Linked DNA regions of Sus scrofa: region 1 is linked to region 2. The links are chromatin contacts, called in public Hi-C maps. All regions are on one chromosome and are shown on one strand. Each heading gives the region's core, a stretch centred on a gene start, on an enhancer-like site or on the middle of the called end of the contact. The rest is flanking DNA. Distances are from core to core; before and after follow the strand shown. Region 1 overlaps TMEM150C (transmembrane protein 150C). Region 2 overlaps SCD5 (stearoyl-CoA desaturase 5).

The links. A called contact is a pair of places that touch in the nucleus more often than the background predicts.
Region 1: a Hi-C map of adipose tissue shows a contact between it and region 2, with 5 times the contacts expected there. The contact joins two enhancer-like sites. A contact is called at or near these places in 1 of 5 promoter capture datasets (liver), 27 of 47 Hi-C or Micro-C datasets (adipocytes, adipose tissue, alveolar macrophages and 16 more) and 2 of 2 datasets of contacts at active chromatin or transcription factors (alveolar macrophages and skeletal muscle).

The regions. Positions count from the first base shown.
Region 1 is chr8:135,758,616-135,765,151 of Sscrofa11.1, forward strand. It overlaps TMEM150C (transmembrane protein 150C), which reads left to right. Exons shown (of 8, transcript XM_021101873.1): 7 at 1,932-2,109; 8 at 4,856-5,993. The coding sequence ends at 5,064. Among named protein-coding and RNA genes, the nearest start is that of ENOPH1, 40 kb to the right of the region's middle. Within about 2 kb of position 3,321, at least 3 of the 83 cell types and tissues checked have an H3K27ac peak or open chromatin away from gene starts, as enhancers often do. A contact at or near this core is called in adipose tissue, where this site is marked.
Region 2 is chr8:135,551,138-135,557,893 of Sscrofa11.1, forward strand. All of the region lies in intron 1 of SCD5 (stearoyl-CoA desaturase 5), which reads left to right. Among named protein-coding and RNA genes, the nearest start is that of MIR9846, 22 kb to the right of the region's middle. Within about 2 kb of position 3,509, at least 17 of the 83 cell types and tissues checked have an H3K27ac peak or open chromatin away from gene starts, as enhancers often do. A contact at or near this core is called in adipose tissue, where this site is marked.

The sequences.
Region 1 (6,536 bases), core at 2,071-4,570, 210 kb after region 2:
CTAGGGGTTGAATTGGAGCAGCAGCTGCAAGCCTACACCACAGCCACAGCAATGCAAGATTCGAGACACCTCTGCCACCTGCACCACAGCTTGCAACAACACCAGATCCTTAACCCAGGGATTAAACCTGAATCCTTATGGACACTATGGCCAGGGCAAGCAAGGCCAGGGATTGAACCTGAATCCTTATGGACACTATGGTTCTTAACCTGCTGAGCCACAGTGGGAACTCCTTACCATGTTTTGAAAGCCATCTCTTCAACAGATTTTGTTGTCCTGTATATTTCCTATATATGTGGGGTACTATATGTGTGGTTAAGAATATATGTAATTATGGAGTTCCCGTCGTGGCTCAGTGGTTAACGAACCCGACTGGGAACCGTAAGGTTGCGGGTTCAATCCCTGGGCTCGCTCAGCGAGTTAAGGCTCTGACGTTGCCATGAGCTGTGGTGTAGGCCACAGACACGGCTCGGATCCCGCGTTGCTGTGTCTATGGCGTAGGCTGGCGGCTACAGCTTTGATTAGACCCCTAGCCTGGCAATCTCCATATGCCACAGGAGCAGCCCTAGAAAAGGCAAAAAGACAAAAAAAAAAAATATATATATATATATGTAATTACTAAAGGTGTTTTAAGTGACAGATATATTTTTTAAATGATTTGGGCAGTTTATACTCTAACCCCCATTAGAAATAATTCAAATAGGTTTTCTTTAACCTACTAACTGTATAAAAGCTTTGGCCAGGAATCTTCCAACACTGTTGCCCTTTAATGGGTCCCAAGTACAGCAAAAGCCCTAAGTGCAGTTGTTTTATTATAACAGGAAAACAAAAGCCCATTAGCAATGAATTGGCCACATTACACAGACTGGCCGGTTTGGCAGGAGCAGAGCATAGCCCAAGGGTCATTAGTTGTCCAGGCCAGTGAAGTCTTGACCTGCTGAGAACTCGGTGTCCTCAGCGAGTAAATTACACAGCCAGCTTCCAGTGTCATTTCTTAGTCTGGACAACAGAGTTTGGGGGTTATGTTTGCAGAAAATTTGACATGTCTCTCTTTTTTTTCTTTTCACAACTCTCATGCTTTTTTCTTTTACTTTTTAACAAAACTTATCTGGAAAATATATTCAAACAGATTACCACTGCTTGTAGGTTTTTTCCAGACAAAGGTTTGGAGGTTTGGGGTCACTTCCCTTCTTCCCCTCAGAGATCTAACCAATGGAAGAACAAGCACAAAGAGCCACGGGAAATGGAAGTTCCCGTCGTGGCTCAGCAGTAATGAACCTGACTAGGATCCATGCGGGTTCGATCCCTGGCCTGGCTCAGTGGGTTAAGGATCCAGTGTTGCCATGAGCTGTGGTGTAGGTCGCAGACAAGGCTTCGATCTCATGCTGCTGTGGTGTGGTGTAGACTGGCAGCTACAGCTTTGATTTGACCCCTAGCCTAGGAACTTCCATGTGCCGCCAATGCAGCCCTAAAAAGCAAAAAATAAATACGTTAACTAATTAATTAAAGAGCCAGTGGAAATGAAGGCCTCTTTTCTTTTTCTTTTTTTGTCTTTTTAGGGCCACACCCGAAGCATATAGAGGCTCCCGGGCTAGGGGTCGAATCGGAGTGGTACCTGTTGGCCTACACCACAGCCGCACCAACAGGGGATCTGAGCCGAGTCTGTGACCTACACCACAGCTCACGGCAACGCCAGATCCTTAACCCCACTTATTGAGGCCAGGAATCAAACCTGCGTCCTCATGGATGCTGGTCTAATTCATTTCCACTGAGCCATGACGGGAACTCCAATGAAGGCCTCTTTTCTTCCTAAAACCTACCATCCCATTATTGGGGCATCCCTTTACCTATTTTTTCTCACTCGCATATTCTGTTGGCTTGTGTGTCTTTTCTAACGGGCCTCCACGTGTCATTATCTGTTCATCCCTTAGCTCACAAATGATGAAGAAATCCATAATGTCGGAACCTCCTTGACTTTCGGGTTTGGCACATTGACCTGCTGGATCCAGGCTGCCTTGACACTCAAAGTCAACATCAAGAATGAAGGACGGAAAACTGGAATTCCACGAGTTATTCTCTCAGCATCTATCACTCTCTGTGTGGTCCTCTGTATCCTTTGAATGTGAAAAGGTTCTTTGTCAGTGAGAGTAAAGCACAGATAACTTGTTTATGTTGAAAAGGAGCAAAGTGCCATCTCAGTTGCTTAGGGTGTACTCTCAGATCATCTCATAATCTTAGACAACAAAAGAAATGGGTATAAAGATGAAATCTCTCAGACCTATTTTTAACACCAAAGAGAACTGAAAATAAAACAAGCTCTGCTTTCTCAAAATTGTTTTCAGTCTGTAGGAATAACGTCAGCATTCTCCTGTCCTTGATGACGTAAAGGCTTCCCTTTGTTAGAAACAGACTGAATGACCCAAAGAGAACGATGCTTGTTTTCTTTCCATCCTAAAAATTTCTCGTTTGTGGCTTTATTAGTGGCCCTGTTATTTCATTTACTTATTCCAAAATGAATTTCAAGGGACAAATACCTTTATATCTTTCAGGAAAACGGGTAAATTCTTCTGGAAAAGAAATTCAAGAACCAGGCTATTGTCCTAGGCAAATATTTTTGAGTTTTGAGGGTCTATTTCCCTTCCTCCCTGGGAGTTTGAACCGGTGGAGAATAGATACCAGGGGTCAGATGCGGATCGAGAGATCAGTCTTTATTCCTGGTAAACTAGGAAAGGAGAATGGCTCAGACTTCCTCTCTCACACCCTGGAATTCAGTGTATCCACCCAGTAATAAGCAGAGAAATCAGGGAAAGGGAGAGGAGAACTCAGTTTAATCTCAAGCCCACCCGCAGAGACGCGTCTCGGGAGGAGCACAGCGACCCCACCTGGTAGCATCGGCCCAGTGGAAGCCGGCCCATTCCGAGCCCACCAATCAGATCAGCCAGCCGTCCCGTGGGGGCGGAGCCAGCCCAGGAGTTTGCGGCGTCGCTGGGAAGTCGGGGAAAGAGGTGAAGGTTTCTCGGTTGGCCCGCTGGACGGCTGTCGCGATTCCAGTCTTCGGTGTAACAGCCAGTGTTTACTGGGCGCTTGTGACGTGCTGGCCTTGTTCCAAGCACGTTAAATGTGTCAACCCTTTGAATCCTCACTCAACCGATGAGAATCGCGTAAAGCAAAGGTCAGTTTACCCGCGATCCCACATCGTTTGTGTCGATTCGTTTTAAGCTCAGGCTCAGTTCTGCAGCCTTAACCACTGTGCCATCCCTCCGTAGGGTGGCTTTAAAACACGAAGCTCGGAGAGGTTCTTTAGTTCGTGGAGTCCTTGGAGCCACGTGTTTCTTCTTCCCTCACAAGCTGCCATTCAGTCATTTCAGTGGTTTTCTCAAGTTGTGCAGTGACAGTGAGGTGGAGAGCATTTAAGGACTTGAACTTCAGGCCAAGAAACTTGCTTATTGCCAGCAACCCGACAAAATAGTTGAAGAACCCTGCCAGTCCTCTCTCTCCCAGTAACTTAGGTAGTAAGTTAATATTGCTTTGGCAAGATTTTGAACCCTCAGGCAAAAAGTGTGTACAGATTTTAAATTATTCTGAGTTTTGAGTTTATACCAAACAATTCTGATCCAGACTATTTCTGAAGACTTGGAATCATTTCTTGGTTCTTGGGTGAATGGATCCAGGCCTTGTCAGGGAAGCAAAGTTTGGCTGAAGTACTTTTCACATACTTTTTTTTTGCTCTCTGAAAATTTTCCAAGATTTTAAGTCTAAGTTCTGAAGGTAGAACTAATTCTGAGGGAAATTTTCTGATTTTTCTAAATAATTTTCTTTAGTCCATGGCCTCTTAGTGGTTCACTAAAAAATACTACGAACTTTTCTCCTTCCTAGCTCCTGCCTTCATGTATACTGGGGTGCTCACGCGCGTGTGTGTGTATGTGTGTGTGTGTGTGCACTCCAAATGCATTGGCGTTTCTTTGCTTTTTTCATTGCCTGTTTTCCGTTGGGCACAAGCTTAAATGCAGCCCCAGGAATGAAACCGGCCTATGCAGTATTGTCTGAAAGACAATCGTGGAAACCAGAGGAAAGAAGGGCCATGTCGACGCTGTCAATAGCCGGGCAGAGACAGACAGTTTGTACGGAGGGAGTTAGACACGTTCAAATTGTTCCACAGCCCTTTGCAATGTCTTTATAAATGTAACTTTATTTTTCTGGCTAATTACTTTGGAATTATAATTCTCTAGCTACTCTCACAGTTTATTAGGCAGTCATAGAATACAGTGGTCAAGTGTATGGCCAGGGAGTCGAGAGTGCTTCTGACTGAAGCCCAGTTCCACCAGTTGATACCTGTTACCCATGTGGCCTCCATGTCGTTGCTTTAAATGCACTGATGATAATAGGGTATTGCGAAGATTAAGTTTTCGCTGAAAGCACCTGGAAGCATGTCTGGCACAAAGTAAGGCTCGATAAGGTTCCCCTGTACTATTCATGTAGATGTCTTTTAGGGCCCCACCCGCCGCATGTGGAGGTTCCCAGGCTAGGGGTGCAGTCGGAGCGGTAGCCGCCGGCCTACCCCACAGCCACAGCAACTAGAGATCCGAGCCGTGTCTGCGACCTACACCACAGCTCATGGCAACGCCGGATCCTTCACCCACGGAGCGAGGCCAGGGATGGAACCTGCGTCCTCGTGGATGCTAGTCAGATTCGGAACTCCCGACTCATGTAGATGCTGGTGTTGAGCCGGGTGTGCCAGCCTAACTTTCGCTAGCGAAGGGGGAGCCAGGCTTTTCGGGGACCCTGTTTCTGCCCGGAGGAGAGCCCAGTGTCCATGCGGCCGGCGGGCGGACTTTCCTTGACGGCTTCTCCCCAGACTTCATCCTGATGGCCCAAGGCATCCACATGTACGCAGCCAGGGTCCAGTGGGGCCTGGTCATGTGCTTCCTGTCTTACTTCGGCACCTTCGCCGTGGAGTTCCGGCACTATCGTTACGAGATCGTGTGTTCCGAGTACCAGGAGAATTTCCTGAGCTTCTCGGAGACCCTGTCGGAAGCGTCTGAATACCAGACCGACCAGGTGTAACCCATCAGGTTTTGCCCGCTGGGGAGGTGGGTGTGGCAGCGGGGGAGGGGCTGGGACACACCCACAGGACTTTACACATCCCCTCATGACACACTGCACACGTCCCACACACACACACACACACACACGCGAGCGCGTTTGTGGCCACATTTGCCAAATGAGCTTTTCAGGGCGAGTTATTTACTGAAAAAGCACAAGCCCTGTGTCGAAATACACGCTGTTACACTGAAAATACGATGCACGACAGAGCAAGAAGCTTGTGCATGATCACCCCCCCCCCCGCCGACGCCCCTGCTCTCCTGGTCCTTTTCACCAACCCCAGACATCGAGGCACCCTACCACGGCGTCGGGCAGGCCAATCGGAACACCGGAACGATGCCAACTCCCCACGTTGCCTTCAGACCCAAAGGGCTTGGAAGCGGCTCGTGATGAAGTTCTGAGTCTGGCACTAGCGCACTTGGATGGACCGAGGGTCACCCAGTTGGATGGAAACCACACAGGGGTGTGACCCCGCCTCGTACCCTGGGGAGAGCACGGGGTCAAGGACAGAACTTTCCCACACAAGCTCCTCTCATCGTGGTTCAGTGGTTGGCCGAGCAGATCTGGTGAAAGGATACACTACACGCTGTGAGAGGGAAACCCGCCACCGCGACTTGGCCGTGACTGTGACAGAGAAAATATTTCCAAGTGTGAGTATGTGCAAGACCGTGGTCTGCCAGGCGTGCAACAAGATCAGGGCAGCGAGGGTGTGGTGTCGCTTTTTGCTTCCATGGTATGCTGTGTTCAGTTTGTATTTGACATTTCATGGGTTGCCTTTTTTTTCTTTAAGAACTACCATGGGGCTCTTGAGGCCTCATGGACAAAAAGGATGTACGCCAAATGCAGGAACGGAGCTCGTTTGGGGTTCAACCATGCTAAAAAAAAAAAAAGTCACGTGCAGGCTTCATGTGCTACTTCTGTGTTTGACGCTAAGAAAATGTTCCAGAAAAGCACAAAGAAATACACGTGGAGGTAATAAAAAGAGCTCCTGCTGGACACTGATAAACGATGGGGCTTTCAGAGCATCTTGTTAAGTCCAAACCGAGAGGTTCTTAATATGTATGTATTGCTCAAATTTAGTATTTTGGGGGCGGGTTTAAGGGCTTTTCACACTTGGAATTTGTAGAAGCCAATGAAAAGGCTGCCCTCCCCCCAAAAAACAAATCGGTGCAGCTATAGTTCCCTTCTACCCAACACGTAGCTCCCACCTGCAGAGTCTGGAACTCAGACTAACCATATATATGCCTGGGCGGTAGAGGCTGAGCTTCATAAAAAAGGGCAGAATTCTCAATTCAGGATGGGTTGAGATGGACTAAATAAATTGACAGACCCTCCTTGAGTGCACTTTGCTTTCCAGAAATTCCCAAATTGACTTCATAGAAGCTTGGGATTTCGTGGAATATAATGTGAAAAATGTTTTTTAACTCACTCCA
Region 2 (6,756 bases), core at 2,259-4,758:
TGAATAAATGCAACGCCTAACCTGCAAATAGTTGATTGAAATGCAACCCCCGTTCCCTCTCTCTCCAGCCAGACCCAGTGTATCCAGCAGGCCGGGTCTGCATGCATTATGCATCTCTGTGATTATGCATTCAGTTCTGGAGAACCAGCAGGTGATACCTAAATTCTTCAAGCATGTTTGGTTATGCTAAATAGATGATTGCATCTTTTATTTATAAAAAATTTACTTGCTGGTAAGTTCAGACAGAAGGTCTGCCAGCCCCTCTTCTCTATTAGATTGCAGTTTCCCGGCATGAAATCTGAAAACTCACCTACATAGAGATTTCAGTCTTTGGAAGCTTTTAGGCGGGTGGCCAGAATGACGTGCTGTGTTCCAGAGAAGTGAGCCTGGCCTGAAGCCAGGAGACACCTGTCCCGACCTCTTCCCACGGTCATGGGGATAAAAGCTTGCCAAGGCCTTCAGGGCCCCGGAAACCTGTCTCCAAGTTTATAGCCTCGGTAGCTGCTCTGACCCAAGTCATGAGCAGCTGGGGACTTGCTGGGTTTGGATGAATGTCACTGTGCAGTAAGTTAGAAGCCCACCTAGTTTGTCTGTGGAAGGATAACTTGAGCAGAGAAGATGGGTGACTGTCTGGGGGCAAAGAGATTTGCACGAAGAGCTCCTTTTGTCTTGAAAAGAATGTTCTGGAAAAATGGGGAATGGAGAAATGTGACTTGGCGTTCCCGTTGCGGTGCAGAGGACGCCGAGCCCGCTGGTGTCCATGAGGATGTGAGCTCCACCCTGGCCTTGCTCACGGGGTTGGGGATCCGGCGTTTCCAGGAGCTGTGGTGTCGGTCGCAGACGCAGCTGGGATCCCTCGTTGCTGTGGCTGTGGTGTAGGCCAGCAGCCGTAGCTCCGATTCGACCCCTAGCCCAGGAACTTCCATATGCTGCAAGTGTGGCCCTTGAAAACAACAACAACAAAAACAACAACAACAAAAAAAGAAGAAATGTAGGCAGCATAAATGCAGTTAGTGATGGAATCAAAACGTCACCGGGTTTCCCCCGTTGGCCTTTGCGATGTTACAGACTAGCAGAGTGAAAACGCGGCAGGCCCCTGACTTTTCAACTGCTTCTTAGAAAGAGGCCTTGTGTCGTTCTTCCCTCATTCTAAGCTGCACTCTGTCTCCATTCAGAAGTTAGCGCAACGATCCCAAGGCGAGAACCAAACCTGTGAACTTGATGTAAAGCCGACCCTTTCCCTTCCCCACCTCCAGGCTGCATGGGGCTGCGAGTTGGCCATGGGCAGGCTTCGTGGGGGGACAGCGGCCTCGGTGGTCCCTGCCCTATGCTTTTTTCCTCCGTGCACGTCTCAGTTTGCTAGCTAGTTTCTGAATCCCTCAGGACTGGGGGGCCAGGTAGGGCGTTGGGGACAAGGGACTCAGGAAGGTTGGCTTCCCACTCTCTGAGCCGGGCCAGTGTTTGACACGGACTCTTTCCCTCTGGGGGCGTTGTGGTGGGGTCCTCAGAAATCCCCATCACCGGCCGTCTCTCTCCCCGGTCCTCGGGGCATAGGAGGGTCATCTTATCCTGGGAGGGCCCTTGGAATTTCTTTCTAAGATCCTGCCCTTCTAGGGCACCCCAGTTTCTTGCTGCTGAGGTCCTTCTGCGCCTGTCGGCGGTCCTCTGAGACAGGAGCCCAGCTGACCCCGCCCCAGCCCTCTCTTCTGAGTGAGCACATTTGATGTACTTTGCCCAGGAGACCCCGCAAGAGCACCCCAGTCCCCACGTGCCCCTCTGTCCCGCTGTCACAGCCTTCTTTGGGCGGAGGAGGCACGAATCTAGGACCCGTGACGTGTGCCCCCAGCTGTATCTCAGAATTCTCCAAGGGTGCACGGAAGCCCACATCGCTGGGCTTGAGGTGAAGGAGAGTCCTGTCGTCCTGGGGCATCAGGGGAGACACTCTCAGCTCATTAACAGTCTTTTCCAAAAAAGCTCGTCCCGTCTCCCCGCCTGCTTCCCTTTCATAGCCTTGACTGAATGAGGCATCCCGGATGCTGGAGCCGGGTCGAGGTGATCCCCTTTGTGAGTTCCGCGTGAGGGGACTTGTTTCACTTCCATGTGGGGGTCCGATACCTATCGAGCTGGTGCCTCAGTCCAAAGAGAGGCAGAAAGCATCCCATTCTAGGGTCATATTACAGAAATAACAGAGGAGAAAGCAAAAGCAAACATTTCAGTTATCTCCGGCTGTCTAAGCCCCCGAGACTGAGTGGCTGAGACCAGCAGTGAAAGATCCCGGCTCCTGGCTCCGGGCTTTGGCGGGGCTGCTTCTCCGCTGGTCTCACCGGGTCTGGCTCCTGCAGCCAAGCTCCACCGGAGGGGCCGCCTGGCGCCTGGCGCTGACCGCTGGCTGGGCGCCTCCGTTCTCGTTCTCAGGGCCTCTCAGTCTCTGGGAGGCTGAACCAGCTTCCTTTCCTGGTGATCCAGGCAGGGCTTCAAGAGACTGAAGCAGAAACCCTAAGGCCTCTTGAGGCCTGGGACTCCCAGGGCGTCACTGTCCTGCCTTCTGTTGGCCAAAGCAAAATCACAAGACCAGCCTAGGTCCAAGGGCTGGGAAAGGACCGCAACCTTTGGCGCCTCTAACGTTCGAGTCTCCGCAGCTCACCCACCGCAGAGACCTGCCTCTGCTGGCTCTGCGTCTGGACATTTCCTGAGCAGAGTTGGAGTCGAGGATTAGGGAAGATTGCAAGTGAACCTATATTGGTCTTGTTTGTCTGGCATGATTTATGTAGTTTTAAATGAAGTATAGTTGATTTAGAATGTTGTGTTAATTTCAGGTGTACAGAAAAGTGATTGAGTTATATGTATATAAGAATGTACATATTCTTTTTTTTAATGGAGTAGGGTGCTTTATTTCATTTTTTGGTGGTTTTTTGTTGGGCCACGCCCACAGCATTCGGAGCGTCTTGGGCCAGGGATAGAACCTGTGCCACAGCAGTGACCCAAACCCCTGCAAGTGACAACGCCAGATCCTTAACCCATTGTGCAACAAGAGAACTCCTAGAAACGGTTTTATTTTATTTGATTTGATTTGATGTGTGAATGCTTTGGGTGTGCAGCTGTGGCCCATGCTGGATCCTTAACTCGCTGTGCTGCGGGGGAACTTCCTTCTTTTTCATATACTTTTCCGTTGTGATTTAGCACAAGATACTGGCTCTAGCCCCCTGCGCCACACAGTGGGACCTTGCTGTTGATGTGTTTTTGCTTGTGTTTTTTACTTTTATTGGAGTAGAGTTGACTTACAATGTTGTGTGAGTTCCAGGCTGACAGCAAAGCGAATCAGTCGTGCATCTCTCCGTTCTTTTTCCCACACCTGCTGTGACCGGGCAGTGAGTGGGTTTCCCTGTGCCCTGCACGGGCCGTGTTAGGCGTCCCTTGTATGTCTAGTGGCGTGTGTGTGTTCACCCCATCCACAGCTGGGCCAGCAGGCTGAGCTGGTGACCCCGGCCTCACTGCCCACAGGCTGCCAGTAGGGGGTGCTGTGTCTACACCTCTGGGCACCCGTGGGCTGACACTACCAGGCCTCGTACATTTCGACATTTCAAGGCAAAGGGGAGGCTTCCTTTTGTCCATGAGGGACCTGTGGTCCAGAGGGGGAGTCCGTGGTGGGGCTGAAATACAGGCCTCTTGACCTCCATGCTGGGATCCTACCCTCCCAACTGCCTGCTTCGCACACTCAACCCCCAGCCCCTCGTGGATGTCGGGTAGCTTGCTGGCGTTGAGAGGGAGAGGACGTGCCCGTGGAACTATTAGAAAAAACACAGAAGCTGCTAAGGTGCTTCCTGCCATTTGCCTGGGAAGTCACAGCCGGGGCTTTTTGCATGTGGCCTCGCAGGAACAGTCAACTGAGAACTAGTAGGGAGAAGATTAAATTGTGGGTTTGCTTGGGGGTTTTGTAGTTAAAAAGAACACACTTGTGGAAAAATTGATCACAAAGTGACAATACCACGAGAGGCAGTGTGTTACCGTGTCTGCCCCCCGTTCCCTTATCACTCGGTGGGCGCTCTTGGCCAAGCGCCCAAGTTGCGCTTTGTCTGCTCCATACAGTGGGAGAAGAGTGCTGGGGAAGAGCCAGGAGGTAGGCCTATTCCAGGCAAGTGCCAGCAACAACAGCCGCAGTAGCGAGAGCCGCTCATGGGTGCCTCTGACTTGGGCCTGCGCCGGGGTCGTATCTAGTATCACCAGCTGGATGAGTCACCCTTCAGAGCAGCTCCTCTGCCCTCTCCCTGCAGCCTCCCCGCAGACCAGAGCCCTGGCTGGGGAGGGGGGGGAGCGGGGAGTGGGTGTGGAAGCTTGTGCCTGAGAATTGCCTGAGGGGCTGGTGGGTGCATTCTTCGCCACCTGGGGATCCTTCATTATAATTATCATCATCATTATTATTATTTGTCCTCGCCCATGGCATACGGAAGTTCCCAGGCCAGGGATCTTGAGCCACAGCAGTGGCAATGCCGGATCCTTAGCCTGCTGAGCCGCCAGGGAATTCCTGGGGACCCTTAATATAGGCAAGAGGGGGGAAAAAAGGCCAAGAAATGAACAACTGTGACTTTATTTATTTATTTACTTATTTATTTTGCTTTTTAATGGCCGCACCTGTGGCATATGGAGGTTCCCAGGCGAGGGGTCGAATCGGAGCTGTAGCCGCCGGCCTACACCACAGCCACAGCAACGCCAGATCTGAGCCATGTCTGCGACCTACACCACAGCTCATGGCAACACCCGATCCTTAACCCACTGAGCGAGGCCAGGGATGGAACCCGCATCCTCATGGATCCTAGTCGGATTCGTTTCCGCTGAGCCACCATGGGAACTCCAGCAACAGTGACTTTATTTAAAAAGAAATGTTTTGGCCATTTTCATCAAGTAATTTGTGTTATGTTCGGCATTTTTCGTACAGTTCTTAGTTTTTGTTGTTGTTTTACTATTTCGGGTAATGCCTGCAAAAGGGAGCCATGTTTCTAGATAGTGGATATTTGTGCTAATTAAACTGACTTTATGTCCATCCAGTAACATGTTTCGAATACTTATTTTTAAATTGAGCTGTAACTGACGTATACCATTGTATGAGTTCAGCCGTACAACTTACTGACTTGCTGTACGTCCATGGGGCTACATCCCATCACCACGGGAAGTCCATGGGGCTACATCCCATCACCACGGGAATGCTCGGAGATGTTGCTACATCCCAACACCCATCATCGGGCAGCGTTACAGTTTGGTTTTCTTGTGAGGAGCGCTTCTAAGATCTGCTCTCTTAGCCACGTTCAGCTCTGCCATCGAGTGTTAACTGCCCTCACTCTCAAACACTCGGGTTTGGTTTCACTTGTTGAATTTAATCTTACCTTGCCCATGACCTCGTTTCCCTCCCCGTCCCCCTTCCTCCGTGACGCCTCTGACAGCATCTCGACACTGGTCCCTTCTCGTTTCAGGGTCTGAGCCCGCAGTTGTCGAATGCTTGGAGATCACAGTATCTGAAGGCTGTCGTACGGGAAAGGCACAGTAAAAATCAGAGGTGGCTGGAAAGGCAAAAGCATGAAAAGAGCACCCCTGATCTCTTTTTCCAGTGGCACATGGTTCAGCATTGAATAATTGCTGGGTATATTTGACAAAGCGGGAATACAGTTCGTTAGGGAGCTGGGGGCCTCGGAAATCAGGCTGCCTTCAGGAAAATTTATGAGGGGATTACTCTGTGCAGCCACCAGAAAATAGGGCGCCAGGAATCTGAGCTGAATTAATGATCTTCTGCCTGAGTGGGACCTGTATCTACCGAGAAAAACTTTCTTGAGTCCGAGCGACTCAGGTGGGGAAATTGTGATAAATAGAAAGGATGGAAAAAAGAAAAAAAAGAACTTTCGGTCTCTCTAGGGAATAGAACCAAATTCCTAAGAGCAATATTATTTCTACTACATTCATGGTCAAAGACATCAGAACATGTCATGCATGCAAGGAAACAAAGCCTTGGAAAGTGACTCAGCCTCCCTAGTAGTCGTGGGAACTTAAATCACAAAATCAAGCAATGCCAGTTAAACTGGTGAAAGGACATTGTAATTATAGAACCAAAATCTGGCGAGGCCTTTGAAAAAGCTGTGTTCTCATACTGACATAAATTAGTACAATATTTCTGAAAAGTAACATGGCAAAGTGTAGTGAGCCTGGGAAGATCATAGCCCTTGGCCTGGCAAACATGCGTTTGTGACCACATCCTGGAGAAAGAGCCCAGTGGAAGAAAAATAAGGGGGAAAAAACAGAAAGAAAGAAAAATAGGAGTTCCCATTGTGGTGCAGTGGTTAACAAATCCAACTAGGAACCATGAGGTTGTGGGTCCAGTCCTTGCCCTTGCTCAGTGGGTTAAGGATCCGGCATTACCTTGAGCTGTGGTGTAGGTTGCAGATGTGGCTCGGATCCCGCGTTGCTGTGGCTCTGGCATAGGCCGGTAGCTACAGCTCCAACTAGATCCCTAGCCTGGGAACCTCCATATGCCGCGGGAGCGGTCCAAGAAGTAGCAAAAAAAAAAAAAAAAAGGAAAAGAAAGAAAAGTAGGAACGAGTACTTAAAAACTATACAATAAAAAGGAGTTCCCACTGTGGCTCAGTGGGTTAAGAATCCAACTAGTATCCATGAGGATGAAGGTTTGATCGCTGGCCACACTCAGTGGGTTATAGGATCTGGCTTGGCTGTGGCTGTGGCTGTGGTTGTGGCCAGCAGCTGCAGCTCCGATTC